Regions from separate parts of the Zea mays genome. Here region 1 is linked to region 2. A link is a contact called in public Hi-C data. All regions are on one chromosome and are shown on one strand. Each heading gives the region's core, a stretch centred on a gene start, on an enhancer-like site or on the middle of the called end of the contact. The rest is flanking DNA. Distances are from core to core; before and after follow the strand shown. Region 1 holds the start of LOC103641363. Region 2 has its middle 140 kb from the start of LOC100193483.

What was found. A called contact is a pair of places that touch in the nucleus more often than the background predicts.
Region 1: a Hi-C map of leaf mesophyll shows a contact between it and region 2, with 3 times the contacts expected there. The contact joins the promoter of LOC103641363 here to the enhancer-like site in region 2. A contact is called at or near these places in 3 of 25 Hi-C or Micro-C datasets (leaf and leaf mesophyll).

Annotation. Positions count from the first base shown.
Region 1 is chr10:89,935,446-89,938,145 of Zm-B73-REFERENCE-NAM-5.0, forward strand. It overlaps LOC103641363, which reads left to right and starts at 1,309. Exons shown (of 2, transcript XM_008664718.3): 1 at 1,309-2,590. The coding sequence starts at 1,765.
Region 2 is chr10:89,763,684-89,766,505 of Zm-B73-REFERENCE-NAM-5.0, forward strand. No RefSeq gene overlaps it. Among protein-coding and RNA genes, the nearest start is that of LOC100193483, 140 kb to the left of the region's middle. Within about 2 kb of position 1,513, at least 15 of the 20 cell types and tissues checked have an H3K27ac peak or open chromatin away from gene starts, as enhancers often do. A contact at or near this core is called in leaf and leaf mesophyll, where this site is marked.

The DNA of each region.
Region 1 (2,700 bases), core at 59-2,558, 170 kb after region 2:
TTTCACCAATTTTTGAATTGAATTCACTTGTTTTGTGATTGGTGAGATTCGGACTCCCAACCTATCTCATGCACAACCTCCTCTACCACTACACCACTATATCACTTATGTTTATATTACGCTTTCCTTCCCCATGTATTATAACAAACCGAGAGTAAATTAATTATTTGATAAACTAATAAATGGATTTAAATGAAAATGTTGTCAACTGTAAAGTTGCATAACTTTTCAAGATCTATAACTTTCATTTTGATAGTTTCTTTATGCGATGTTGTTTACAAAATTTGAATTTCAAGACCTACAACTTTTATTTTGTTGGTTTTTCCATCCGAGGTCGTTTGAAAATTTTGAATTTTAAAATTCAAACAATCTTTTTCATAACAAGATGATTTCAAACCAAAATGTTATCAACTAAAAAGTTTTTCATAACAAGATGATTTCAAACGAAAATGTTAACTTTTTAAGACCTAAAACTTTCATTTTGGTTGTTTTCCATTTGAGGTCGTTTCGAAAATCCAAATTTTAAATTTTTAAAATTCAGACATAGTTTTCGTTAATAAGATGACTTCAAATCAAAAAGTTGTCAACTACAAAATTACATAACTTTTCAAGAACTATAAAGTTTATTTTGGTTGTTTGGTTATTTATTCATCTCACATGTTGGTTCTAACATTATTCACAAATCTTATACATCTCTCTTGTAGTTTCATAAACTATGAAAGAGATATATTTTTTCTAAACAAATTTACTTTTATTTTACCATATGAATAAATGACCAAAATATAAATTGTACATCTTGATGAATTGTATAAATTTTTAGTTGAAAATCTTTTCATTTGTATTAGTTTACTACTTCAAAATACGATTTTTATATTATCTTTGCCTAGTGTTGAAAAAAACACTCGACAAAGAAGCTTTTTGCCTAGTGTAAAAAATAAACAGTCGGCAAAAAAACTCTTTGCCGAGTGTCATAAAAAACACTCGGCAAAAAACCTCTTTACCAAGTGGTGTTTTTTTGTTAAGCACTCGACAAAGAACTCATTTACCAAAAAAAAAAAAACACTCCACAGATTATTTGACACTCGCCATGTACGTGAGGTGCCATGTCGGGGCACGATCCACTTAGCTAACTGTCCATCCATGCTTGCATGTCAAACACTCGACACCGCCGCAAATATATGCATAACAGTAAATGCTACTACGACTACATACTTCTGAATCAGCGCGCGGCGGTCATGCATCCTGATCGAATTCATTACGCATTTGTGGAGACAGGAGACCTGCACGTACACCGGATTGAACAGGGCACTGTTGATACGTACACTCTCCTTGCCATGCCTGCCATGGCAATGGCACCATACCATGCAGAGAGCGAGAGGGACAGCCAGCATCGCCCAACGTCACGCACAACGGCACAAACCTATCTGCAGGCAGCTGCTGCCTTTATCTTCGTCTCCATTCGTCCGTCATCCAGTCCATGTGCCACCAGTTCCCCGGGCGTCGCCATCGCCGGACGCGGGTCACCTCAACCCCCACTACGCGCGCCGTGCCAGGGGCCGGAGCCAGCCGCCACTCCCTCCCTGCCTCACCAGTCACCACTCGCCAGCCTAGTAGCCTACGCTTCATGCCCACCAATGACCAAACCAACCAAGCAAGCGCTGCTCGCTCGCCCGCTACTATATATTCTCACCTGCACCGCTTCTTCTCTTCTCGCGATCCAAGCTGAACGAGAGCCACCTAGCAAGCTAGTTTAGCAGGTCAGGCATGGCCAGCGCGACGACGACTGAGCAGCGTGTCAGCTTCATCGTCGACGGAGAGGCTGATGAGCAGCAGCAGCAGCGGCAGCATGACGACGACCTTGTTAGCCGCGCCGCCGTGGTGGCGAGGGAGGTGAGCAAGCGGGTGTCTCGCCTGTCCGTCGAAGGAGGAGGAGACGCTCAGGGCGTCTACAAGGTCGGCAGTGAAGGCGGCGTTGCCAGGCCAAGGAACGGACATCCTCACGAGGCCGACGCGGGGGAGGGGACGCCGCGGTTCCGGCGCTCGTCCGGCGGCGCGCGGGCGCTGCCGCCGCCGCACGCGTGGCTGGCGATCGAGGACACGAGGAAGCTTCAGGAGGAGCAGGGGCATGACGACGGCGACGACCCGCATGCGGAGCAATGGGCGCGGCTCTTCCGTGGCGGCGGGACGACGCAGCAGCAGCAGCAGCGGCTGAGGCTGCGGCGGAGCAGCTTCAGCATGGTGCGGCGCGAGCGCGAGCGCGCGGCGCGGGAGGCGTGGCTGGACCACGCATGGGAGATGAAGCGGAGCTGGCACCAGCGCAACGGCGGCGCTCCCGACGCGGGCACCCCCGTGGTGGTGGTGGTGGGGACGTCGTCGTCGTCGTCGTCGCACTCGGACCATCAGGCCACCGCGGCGGGCGGCGGGGTGGCCATGGACGTGGAGGAGGTCCGCGCGTGCCGGGACCTCGGGCTGGAGCTGCCCTCCGACTGCACCGTGGAGATCCAGTGCTACGGGCTGTCCGGCGGCAGCAGCCCCACCCACGGCAGCGGCGCTGATTCACCCTGCGCCGGCTCCAGCCGCCCTGTTGGTGGTACGTATGATCGAGTACTAGAGCTAGCGTACCTACTGCCATCTTTATTGATCGTCTACTCCAAAACTGAAACGTGCTAGGAAATAATTCATGAATGGCTACTAGGATAT
Region 2 (2,822 bases), core at 263-2,762:
AATCATGCTTGTTTCTAAATTTGTGTTGTAGGTTTATGCATCCGGTGGAACAAGTTGGATAATCGACAACAGGGTGAACAAACCACATGACAAGGGAGAAAAGAATGTTCTCCTCATATGATATAAATGATGATCCCCAAAAAGCAATCACATTCGGGGATGGAAATCAAGGTTTGGTCAAAGGATTGGGTAAAATTGCTATATCTCCTGGTTATTCCATTTCTAATGTATTTCTTGTAGAATCTCTAAGTTACAACTTGCTTTATGTATCTCAATTATACCAAATGGGCAACGACTGTTTATTTACTGATGTTGATGTAACCGTCTTTATAAGAAATGATGATTCACTAGCTTGTAAGGGAGTGTTAGATGGTCAGCTATATTTAGTTGATTTCACTGATAATAATGTTGAACCAGACACTTGCTTAATTGCTAAGACTAATATGGGTTGGCTCTGGCATCGCCGACTTGCTCATGTTGGGATGAAGAATCTTTACAAGCTTCTAAAGGGAGAACACATTTTAGGACTAACCAATGTTCATTTTGAGAAAGATAGAATTTGTAGCGCATGCCAAGCAGGGAAGCAGGTTGGAACTCATCATCCACACAAGAACATCATGACGACTGAGAGGCCTTGAGCTATTTCACATGGATCTATTCGGCTCGATTTCTTACTTAAGTATCGGCGGGAGTAAGTATTGTCTTGTAATTATGGATGATTATTCTCGCTTCACTTAGATGTTCTTTTTTCAGTAAAAAACACAAACCCAAGAAACCTTAAAGAAATTCTTGAGACGGACTCAAAATGAGTTCGGATTGAGAATCAAGAAGATTAAAAGCGACAATGGAACGGAGTTCAAGAGCTCTCAAATTGAAGGATTTATTGAGGAGTAGGGCATCAAGCATGAGTTCTCTTCTCCCTACACGCCTCAACAAAACAGTGTTGTGGAGAGAGAGAATAGAACTCTTTTGGATATGGCAAGGATCATACTTGAGGAATACAAGACATCGGATCGGTTTTGGGCGGTGGTGAGAGCACCTAGAGGAGGGGTGAATAGGTGATCCTGTAAAAACAGCTCAACACTCGGCAAAAGCTTCACCGGCTCTAAAATAGCCTTTGCAAAGAAGGCGAGTCCGGTAGTACTTATTAAAAGTTATTTAAATTCTTAATCCTTTTTATGAATCTTTTTAAAACCCCAAAATAGGATTCCTAGGTGTTATAATGAGTATGTTGGGGCCACGTATGTTGGGGTCATGCAACAATATGTTCTCGTACTCTCGTAGTTTATCTATCTGTGGTCTTGGATATATATTGATATTAGTTTCTATATATAAGCTATTAGTTATAGCTTGACTCTCAGTCGTTTCACCGTATCTCCTTTTCTTGGTAATTAACTTTACGTGCACGTGTGATGGAGACGCTGAACCAACCGAAACATGTGGTACTGTACTAGGTAATACTGCACGCATATGGTGACGCCACATGCACACGAGCAGGACGTACGGAGCTAGCCAGCTGGGCGGCTAGCTACAGCGACCTTTTGGCCGCTGTGCCGACAAAATGCTACCGGCCGCGGTAAAAGATGGGGGAGCTGCCGGCCTGGACCTGCCATCCACCCAGCTCAAAAGCGACGCGAGTACCAATGGGACGGACGGCGGGCGGGCGGGCGGGTACTACGCGCGCGGTGACGGCGACCTGCTGACGATGCCATGCCGCCGGGCGCGCGCGCTCGCCGGGCCATATGCATGCACGTGCTGTCGGACAGCGACGACGACGGTGGGCGTCGAGCCGGCGGGGACAGCTCCGGCCGGCCTACCGCCAGGCCGGCGGCTAGCTATCGTGACAGTGTCTGCTCGGAGCCATGCATGATCATTCGTGCGTTCGTCGCGGTCGCAGTCTAGTCGCCCGGCGAAACCGGGGGGCTACGCAATACGCATACGCGCGCATGCATGCAAATGGGTGGATGTCGATCGTCGTCTCGCTAGCTCTTCCGGCAGCTGAGCCGTCATTGTGCGTGCTGCATATATGCCGTAGTATGCGCGCGCCTTGGTGGTCTTCTGGTCACCACGTCCACAAAGCCCGCCTGTCATTGGCCGACGTACGACGAGGCCAGGACTGGACGACGACCGACGAGTACGTACGTGCGTCGGTCGTGGTCCAGCTGCACACCGGTCGTAACCTCGCTCTCGCCATCGCTAGCTCTACATACGCATGATACATACGAGGTACATATCACCACCCGAAACAGTTGAAAACAGCTGCTTCGTCGTCAAAATCTGGAAAATACTCGGCGAAGCCTTTACTGATTGTGACAATCGGCAAATAAAGTTCGGCGAACTGTACATCGACAATAACATTTTTATCGAGTGTCACTCGATACTCGGCAAAGAAAAGTCGTCACCGTTACGGCGCCAGGTGATGGCAACGGAGCCTGTGTCGAGCGCCCACCGAGTGTCCGTTGTACTGACACTCGGTAAAGAAGCCCTTGTAGTCCCTTGTTAGTTCCGTTGCCGAGCGTATTAGGTGGCACTCAGCAAAGGTTACCTCTTTACCGAGTGTCCGACTAACTAGCACTCAGCAAAGGGATCACCCGTAGGCCCATTTTGTCAGTTCCTTTGTTGAGTGCTAAGGCCATAACACTCGTCAAAGAGGCTTTACTGGTGCTCAGGTATGTCTTCTTTGTCGAGTGTTATGACCTTGACACTAGGTAAAAAGAATTGTCGAGTCCTCGACAAAAAACAGTGGACAAAGTGTCGAGCGCTCTACAAAGAGCCGAATTTCGATAGTGTGAGTGTAATGTGTATATTCTAACAATAACCGT